Regions from separate parts of the Mus musculus genome. Here regions 1 and 3 are each linked to region 2. A link is a contact called in public Hi-C and promoter capture Hi-C data. All regions are on one chromosome and are shown on one strand. Each heading gives the region's core, a stretch centred on a gene start, on an enhancer-like site or on the middle of the called end of the contact. The rest is flanking DNA. Distances are from core to core; before and after follow the strand shown. Region 1 overlaps Cdh23 (cadherin 23 (otocadherin)). Region 2 holds the start of Slc29a3 (solute carrier family 29 (nucleoside transporters), member 3). Region 3 overlaps Cdh23 (cadherin 23 (otocadherin)).

What was found. Promoter capture Hi-C pulls out the DNA fragments that hold promoters and counts their contacts. Hi-C and Micro-C count contacts between places; a contact is called where the count stands out from the background.
Region 1: a contact with region 2 is called in a Hi-C map of embryonic stem cells, with 9 times the contacts expected there. The contact joins the enhancer-like site here to the promoter of Slc29a3 in region 2. A contact is called at or near these places in 21 of 39 promoter capture datasets (the 3T3-L1 cell line, 3T3-L1-derived adipocytes, the C10 cell line and 12 more), 5 of 15 datasets of contacts at CTCF or cohesin (embryonic stem cells, large pre-B cells, liver and 2 more), 202 of 484 Hi-C or Micro-C datasets (the 3T3-L1 cell line, 3T3-L1-derived adipocytes, the 63-12 cell line and 102 more), 43 of 115 datasets of contacts at active chromatin or transcription factors (the 230-238 cell line, the HPC-7 cell line, the NIH/3T3 cell line and 27 more) and 4 of 9 other capture datasets (adipose tissue, embryonic stem cells, liver and 1 more).
Region 3: a promoter capture Hi-C map of the HPC-7 cell line shows a contact between it and region 2, with 7 times the contacts expected there. The contact joins the enhancer-like site here to the promoter of Slc29a3 in region 2. A contact is called at or near these places in 2 of 39 promoter capture datasets (the HPC-7 cell line and liver), 1 of 15 datasets of contacts at CTCF or cohesin (embryonic stem cells), 45 of 484 Hi-C or Micro-C datasets (8-cell embryo, B cells, the Ba/F3 cell line and 25 more), 11 of 115 datasets of contacts at active chromatin or transcription factors (the SCID.adh cell line, T-cell acute lymphoblastic leukemia, bone marrow-derived dendritic cells and 4 more) and 2 of 9 other capture datasets (embryonic stem cells and liver).

The regions. Positions count from the first base shown.
Region 1 is chr10:60,535,246-60,537,945 of GRCm38.p6, forward strand. The region is part of intron 7 of Cdh23 (cadherin 23 (otocadherin)); the gene reads right to left. Among named protein-coding and RNA genes, the nearest start is that of Gm17455, 140 kb to the left of the region's middle. Within about 2 kb of position 1,371, at least 26 of the 459 cell types and tissues checked have an H3K27ac peak or open chromatin away from gene starts, as enhancers often do. A contact at or near this core is called in the AtT-20 cell line, differentiating embryonic stem cells, embryonic stem cells and 1 more, where this site is marked.
Region 2 is chr10:60,751,351-60,754,050 of GRCm38.p6, forward strand. It overlaps Slc29a3 (solute carrier family 29 (nucleoside transporters), member 3), which reads right to left and starts at 1,432. Exons shown (of 6, transcript NM_023596.3): 1 at 1,384-1,432. The coding sequence starts at 1,384.
Region 3 is chr10:60,600,292-60,602,991 of GRCm38.p6, forward strand. All of the region lies in intron 4 of Cdh23 (cadherin 23 (otocadherin)), which reads right to left. Among named protein-coding and RNA genes, the nearest start is that of Gm51803, 86 kb to the right of the region's middle. Within about 2 kb of position 1,335, at least 7 of the 459 cell types and tissues checked have an H3K27ac peak or open chromatin away from gene starts, as enhancers often do. A contact at or near this core is called in the HPC-7 cell line, where this site is marked.

The DNA.
Region 1 (2,700 bases), core at 121-2,620, 220 kb before region 2:
CTCACCATCCCTGTCCGTACACCTCGGCCAGTTCTCACCCTTCCCTCACGGCCTGTAGTGCCACAGGCCCTGTCTGCCCTGCCTTGGATGGTGTCTGGCACACAGGCTAAGCAGTAAACACCTGTGAGCACAAGGGCACATCTCAGCAGCATTAGGCGCTATATTCTGAATGTCTGCCTGTACCACCCACCCATCCACCCTCATCTCCGCAGCACTGGCTCATCATTGGCTGTGCAGATTTCTCTACACGGTAGAAAGCTCTGGACACGTTGGAGAAAACACGCTCTTTGCGGGGGGGGGGGGCACAGAGAGGGCAGCTGGTCTAAAGCTATACAGCGAGAAGGTGGGTGAGCAAGGCCTTGGGTTCAAGTACTGCTGATTCTAGGCACATGATCCCAACAGTTACATCAAAGGCTTCCCTTCCACACTGGCATTGGCTGTGCTGTGCCAACCAGAGCTTCTAGAGAGCACAGCCACTGAGTTACTAAGGTCCTATGTAAGCTGGTCATTTCTTTATTGGCCACCAAGTATGGGGCTACTGGGATATCCCCCAGAAATCTGCTGATGGGAACAGGAGACAGGCAACAGGAAGCCCCTCTCCTGTTCGCCATTTATGGCTCCCCAGTAGCTCTGGGATAGAACATCCCACGAAGACTGGTCCTCAATTATCCTTCATGCATTTCCTAGATGCTTGGAGTCATTTGTACTGCCCCAACCCAGCAGTTCCTACACACCTCTCTCCCCATCCTAGCTTCTTTCCCTTCAAAGAGAAGCAAGTCTGTTGAGGGCCAGAGTGGATAACTTCCAGCATTCAGGCATGGCCAGAACATCGGTTGGAATCCCAGCCTCACTGTGTGTCTTTGGGTTAGTTACTTAAGCTCTCTGTTCCTTCCTCCTCATTCCATAGGCTAAAGGTAATACTATCTCATTGGGTCAGTGTGAAGAGGGCAGACCTACAGCTTTACTAATATAAACTTTCGAGCCTGTAAGTACCCAGAAGGAAAAAGCTATGGTTGTCCTATCAGATCTCTTCTTGTACTGTACAGGCAGGGCCACCTAAGGGCAGGACAGGGAGGTCTCAAGAGACACAGTAAGTGTTACTGGCACCATGCTGGGCACTTCCTGTCTGCCCCACCTCCCCTCACCGTCCCACCTCCCCACATAGCCCCGCCCCCCCCCCCCCCCCTCATTCCCCATCTCACCCTGGTTTAGGCTGCTCTGCCTCCATACCTTAGGATAGATAGCCTGCTCTGCCTAGCCTGTTTGCGCCAGACCTCAACTGACTTGTTTAGGGCGTTCTGATTACCAACCAGGAGTGTGAGAGGGACTGGCAGGAGCTCAGAGGGAAGAAAGCCTGAATACTAGGCTCCACCCCTCCAGCGCCCACCCTGTAGCCCCGCCCACCGGGCGGGGCTCTGAAACCGTGCTTCCTTCTCTTCCCGTGGAGCCTTTGCGGAAGGCAGTGTATCCCTTCTTGGCCTGCCCCCGGATCCTTCAACAGCCCTTATCTTCTTCCACCCATTAGATTTTCCGTGTGTGTCTGTCAAAGATCCTTGCTCCACAGCCTGGGGTGCTACTTACTGGGAGGCGGAAGAGCACTTTCCCTTCCTCCCATCCCCTCCCCGTCTTCCTGGTTCTTGACCACCACGAACTGAGTACGAGTTCAAAGCCCATGATTCCCTCCATGATGTCCTAAGTCACCACAGGCCGAGCAGCTATGAGCAGAACCCTCTTAGGCTGTGAACCCAAATAAACCTTCCCTTCCTTTAAGTCAATTTCTTTCTTCACTCTCTTCACATGCACATGCCTACCTATGTGGCCACATTTGGATGTGATTGTGTGCGATTGTGTGCACCTGAGTCCTGGTGTGTACGCATGTGTGCGCGCGCGCATGGAAGGGCAGAGGCTGGAACTAGTGCTTCCTCAATCCCTTTCTATTCTTTAAGACCGGATCCCTCAGTGAACCTGGAGTTGATACTTTCAGGTAGATTGGCTACGATCCTCCTGCCTCTGCCTCCCCCGCCCCAGGGTTATAGTCACATGAGGCCACATCTATTTTTTTTTTTTAAGCTTTACGTTGTTGCTGATGGGGAGAAAACTCAGGTCCTCATGTATATGTAGGGAGCCATTCATTTCTCCAGCCTTCTTTTTTTTAAAAAAAATTATTTATTATATTTATTCTGCCTGCATGCCAGAAGAGGACATCAGATCCCAGTATAGATGGTTATGAGCCACCATATGGTTGCTGGGAATCAAACTCAGGACCTCTGGAAGAAGATCCTCTTAACCTCTGAGGCATCTCTCCAGCCCTCTTATTCTGTCTCTCCAGCCTTTCACAGTCCTGGACATGGACTAATACAATACCCTCTTGAAAGTGGGCACTTCACTGACACACTTTTATTGGGGCTACCTAAGAAGATCTCTTCTGGTGGAGCCCTGATGATCACAGTCACCTGCAAATCTACAGCTACAAGACAGAGCTCCCCTGGTGCAGGACCCAATGAAGCCAGACTTCCCCCACGATGTCCCCTCAGCCTCCCCAGTCCCCTCTGAAGCACACAAGTGTCCAGACACATTTCAGAGACGCCAGCCTCATACAGCACACAGCTCAGCAATACGGCCCCACTGGTCGCCAGCTCCTGAGGCCTTACCTCAGATAGATGGCCTTTCACCTGTCCTTGCCTCCTGGTCTAGGACAAA
Region 2 (2,700 bases), core at 182-2,681:
ACACCCAGTGAGTGAGCCATGACAGCCGGGTATTAGGTCCGGAGGAATATGAGGCTCAGAAAGTTCAAGCCACTTGCCTAGGTCACAGGGGCATGGATGATACAGTCACGCTGTCTGGATGCCCTGGGGGGGGGGGGGGGTTTCCCTAACCTCATCTCCCTCCCCCAACCCCCAGGGATAATCTGGGAATGTGACTCCATCTGCTGGTTCCAAGTCCCCATAGCCCTCCCTCTTGAAGGCTTCCTGCAGCAAGAAGCTATGAGCAGAGACAAACAAGGGGAATGCCCCTCATCAGCACTGCTGGATAAACAGATCCCTGACTATTGCAGCGGAGCCCTGGCTCAGGCAGGCCAGAGGTTCTACAGTGTCCTAGCAAGCTGAGCAGACCCCTCTACAGCCTTAATTCACACAAAGACCAAAGAGGACCATGCAAGGACCTAGACAGGGCCATCCATGCAAACGTGCTTTAAATTATTGTTTGTTTTTTAAATATAAACAGAATCTAGAGAAATGTTTCAGCAGTGAAGAGCGCTTGCTGTTCTTTCAAATGACCCGTGTTCAGTTCCCAGCACCCTAGTCAAGTAGCTCAGCTACTTTTAACTCCTGTTCCAGGGAATTCTATGCCCTCCTGTAGCTTTTGTGGGCACCTGAAAGAACTGCACATACCCACACAAAGGCACACATATGTACACGTATTTTCTTTTTTAGTGTGAAAGATAATCATGAAGCATCAGAGAACTGGCAAGGACCTGTTCCATTTCCAGAAGTTCAGGCTAGGAGGGTGGGCGCACGGCTCAGCGGCTCAGTGTGGGTCACCCAGACCCACACAGGTCTGAAGTCCCTTCTCAGCTACTGTGTCTATTCATCAAGGACTACTCAGCCTTGACCAAGCATCTGAAGTTGCCAGGGATCTTCTCTAACCAGGTCACGGGCGGTGCAGTGGACTGAGCAACGCCTTATTACTCTTTATAAAAGGTAGCTGTGGCTTTGGATGAATAGAGAAAGACAAAGAAAGGAGAGGAGGCGGAGAACCTCCCGGGGCCAAGCTGTCCCTGCCTCTGACTGGGGTCCTGGGGTAAGGACCAGTCAGAGCTGGAAAGGGTAGGAGTCTGGGGACTGAGAACATGTCTGGCCAGCCCGTGTGCCACGATGGCTCCTGTGGACACAGGCTGGGGTCCAAGAGCGAGCCTGGCAGTAGGCTAAGACAAGTCCTCGCTGCAGAGGCAGCTGTGGCATCCGATCCGGACCCGCAAAGCCTTCTGGATCTTTCGGGCCGACCTGTCCCCACACGCGGGACCAGAGAAGAGTGTGGAGGAGAGGCCAGGCTCAGCCTCGGGAAGGGAAGACCCAGCCAAGCATGGGGGCCGCTGCACCCGCACTTACTGTCGCTGCCGCTGCTACCTCCACCAGGTCCAAGGCGCTGGGCCACTGTGACCAGAGCTCAGCCAGGCCGGGCTCCGCCCTTGTCCTCCCAGCCCCGCCCTCCTTTTCTCAGCTCACCACGCCCCGTTCAGCGCTTCCGGGTTTGCCGACTCCTCCCTCTGGCCCCGCCCCCACGCGCGCCTCTTCCTGGCCTACGGCAGTAACTGCAGGCGTCCAATTGCAAAGTGAAAAAAGTGTGGCTTTGGAACAGGTCCTGCCTGACTCCCTATTGGTATCCACCGCCTCATTCCCTAGGGTGCCCCACAGCCCCCTGCTCCCCCTCAATACTTCCAGAGCAGGATGTACCAGCAAGATGAACTTGGCCTCCCAGCCTAGGTGGAGAGCCGCAGAGAGAGCTTGAAGCTATTTGGTGGCAGTGAGCGAGGCCAGAGTGAGCAGATTTGTGTTGGAGGGGCAATCCAGATGCCACATCTGCAGAAGAGAAACTTTTGGGAGACTCTGAGATCAAAGTTCAGGAGAGAGCTGAAGATGGCTCCTGTACAGCTCCGAGTGCAGAGTGGGGGTTACGGAACCGATGTGCTTTGTTTTTGTTTTCTTTTTGAGAGAGAGAGAGAAAAGTGGGGAACCTAAGGAAACACCCAAGAGTGGCAGAAGTTTGGGCTTCCTTTCTACCCAATCCCTTACCACTGGGGGGTGACTTCCTCCGCTGCCCTGCAGGGGACGTGTAGGTGTCACCTACCACCCGCACTTGGGAGGCTCTGGGGTTTAGGCTCACCTTAGCTACATAGTGGTCAGCCCAGGTTACTTGAGACCCTGGCGGCGTTAGGGTTGGAGTATACATGCCTGCGCTGTCCTTACAGATCACCTGAGGAGAGGAGGTAAGGACAGGAGGGGAAAAGAAAGAGGCAGAGTAGGAGTTGGCTGATGTCCTGCGCTAGACCAGAGAAAACGTGGGCACAAGCAAGGCTGGTGTGGGCCAGTCCCAGAGACCAGCTGGGGACTTACTGATGCCAAAGCTTAGTAGGCTTCTTTTCATAAGTGTGAAGGGGGAAAAAATAGAATTTTCTCTACCCATCATGGTTCCTAGTTGGCAAAGGATCCCTAATATCAAACACAGAAGAAAAACAACAGGCTTTTAATAATGTGTAACACAGACACACACACACTTGCCCACTCACACACATACACATGCACACTTTTAGACACACTCACATATATGTATACATGCACCCATGCACACATGTACATATGCACACACATCAGACATGCATACCCACATACACACGTGGGTGAGGCTCAGAGAAATGAGTAAATCTC
Region 3 (2,700 bases), core at 85-2,584, 150 kb before region 2:
TCTGTGGGACTTGGCTCTACCCCAGGCCCCCCGGATCATTCTTTACCAGATTACCATCCTGGCTGGAAGACCCTGGGGTGGTGCGCATGTCCCACATAGCCATTGGTCCCCACCTGAAGGTGACAGGATGTTGGATGCAGAATACTTGGTGTGGTTTAAAGAAAAAGTTTTGGTGGGCTAGGGTTACAGATCAGCTGATAGAGCACGTGCTTGTCTAGCATGCCCTAGGCCTGGGGTTCAATTCCCAGCATACCATGAACCATGTGTGGTAGTACATGCTTCTAACCCCAGGACCTGGGAGGTGGAAAGAGGAAGACTGGAGTTCAAGGTCATCCTTGGCTACACAATGAAGTCAGTCTGGGCTACAGGAACCCCCCCCTTCACATACACACACACACACACACACACACACACACACACACGCACGCACACACGCACGTGCTCACGAGCAAAGCAACCATCTCATAAAATTAAGCACCTTCACTATTCAAAGGGTACAACCTGGTCTCCTCCCATCCATTCACGGTGAGCAACCATCTTCCATCATCTCCCCGGAGGAAACCTGGTACCTGTCACAAAGTTGCTTCTCAGCTCCTAGACTGCACACTTTGATCTCTGGGACCTGCCTGCTCTGGATGTTCACATCAACAGAACCACAACAACAGTCTGTGGCCCTGTGTGTGGCTCTCAGATAGTATCACTGGTCCATGCTGGTGACTGTGTTAGAGCTCTGCTCCTTTGGATGGCTGATGAATCTTCTAACACATCATGCTCATAGGCTCCTCCATCAACAGAGGTCTGGGTTATTTCCTGCTCTGGGCTGTGAATGCTGCACATCCATGTATAAGACAGTGTTTGAATTCTCATTTCACTTTGTCTCTCGAATGCTTAGGAGTGGATCTGCTAAGCTATAGATTTACTCCACATTAAACTTATTGAGACGTCATCCCATGGCCTTGGATGGTGCCTGCACTATTTTCTGTTCCCACCAGCAGTGGCTAAAACTGGAGTTCTTGTTCGTGGTAGGGCATCCAGGGATTCACAGTTCCTGGAGGTTCTGATGATGGTGTGAAAGGGGCTGGGAAGATGATCACAGCAGCTTCAGTTGATACTGTGTCTCCCTCGGTGCAGCACACACCCCAGCCTAGCCTCCAACGGTCAGACTCCACAGTTCTTTGCCAGAGTCAGCTCATGCAACACACAGGCCAGAAGGACCAGGGAACTGATTGATACCCCTGGTGTTGGGACTCAGTGACGGGCCGTGGACGGTGACAAAGATAAATGCTGTGGTCTCAGTGTGCCCTCTAAAGCTTGTGAGTTAGAAGCTAACCCCTATCTCCTAATTGCTGCCACTGGGGGATGAGGCCTTCAGGAAGCAGTCAGAAACCAGACGGGGTGAGGCCCGTGCAAAGGCACTAACGGCTTCACAAGAAGTTGATAGCCCTGAGCTAGCACTTTGTCTCTCTCACCACATTCATCATCGTGATATGATGCGGGGTGAAGACCCTCACCATATATGGGCACCAGCCTCCAGAACTGCGCTATGAACCTCCCTTCTTTATAAGTTAGCCAGTCCGTGTGGTTACTCTATTACAGCGGCAGGAATTCCAACCTTCCTTGCCTCATATCCCTGCCCCTTTCCCAGGGTTCCTGGGCTCTCCCCTTAGTCAACCACCTGGCTATGATGCTGTGGACAATCACCCAGGCTCCTTTCATACCATCATTAGAGCCCCCCAGCACCTGTCAATCACTGGACGTCCTACCACGAACAAGAACGCCAGCCTCAATCAATCCATCACAAGGTCTGTTTCTGAGAAAAACCCCAAAGGCGTGCATCTGAGCCATGGTGAATGCTTGCTACTGCGGGACGCTGCTGGTCCAGCTGGCTGGTGGGGTGCTAAGGACACAAACTCCTAGACAGTGTCCCCTCCTCTCTCTTCAGGAGACGGATGTGCAGCCATGTATAGAAGCCCCAGAGTGGTTTATTGCAGACCCATATTCAAATATTTAACAATGGGCGCAGCACAGGAATCTACCAATCCGAGCGGACGCTGGCTATAAACAACCGAGCTCTGAGTGCTTGCACGTAAGTCAGCCTGGTTTATGGCTCCCGCTTTAGATGCAGAGAGGGACTGCTCCAAGTCTGGCATGATTTAATGGCTCAGACTCAGGCCTCTTGGCTCAATCAGTACAGCCAGTGGCGTCTCTGCATTTGGCCTCCCTCCCTTGCTGGGAAGGGTCACCCTACTGAGCCAGCCAGCTCCACTCTGTGCCGAGCCAGGCTGGGGCCCTGTCTAACCTTGGGGCAGAAGGACATTAAAAACTGAGGTACTTAGTCCACGGAAAACCCACAGCCATAACAGTTTCCACAATGGTGGAATAGCTCAAGGAGCCACGGATAGATGGATAAGCAAAACACAGCCTGGGCAGCCAATGGATCATCGAGTTCTGGGAAAGAAGGGGATGCAGACGATTGCTTGCTCCAGCATGGATGAACCTTGAGATGCTGCGCTAAGTGAAATAAGCTAGCCATACAGTGACAGATGAACAACACACAATCCCACTTCTCCCCAGTACCTCGTGAAATGGAATGCCGATGTTCAGAGGCTGGGAAGGATGGAGTAGGGGGACTTTATCTTTTGCGTGTTTTACAGGCACAGAGTCATGAACCTCAAGCCAAGGCACGTTCTGGAGACGGCA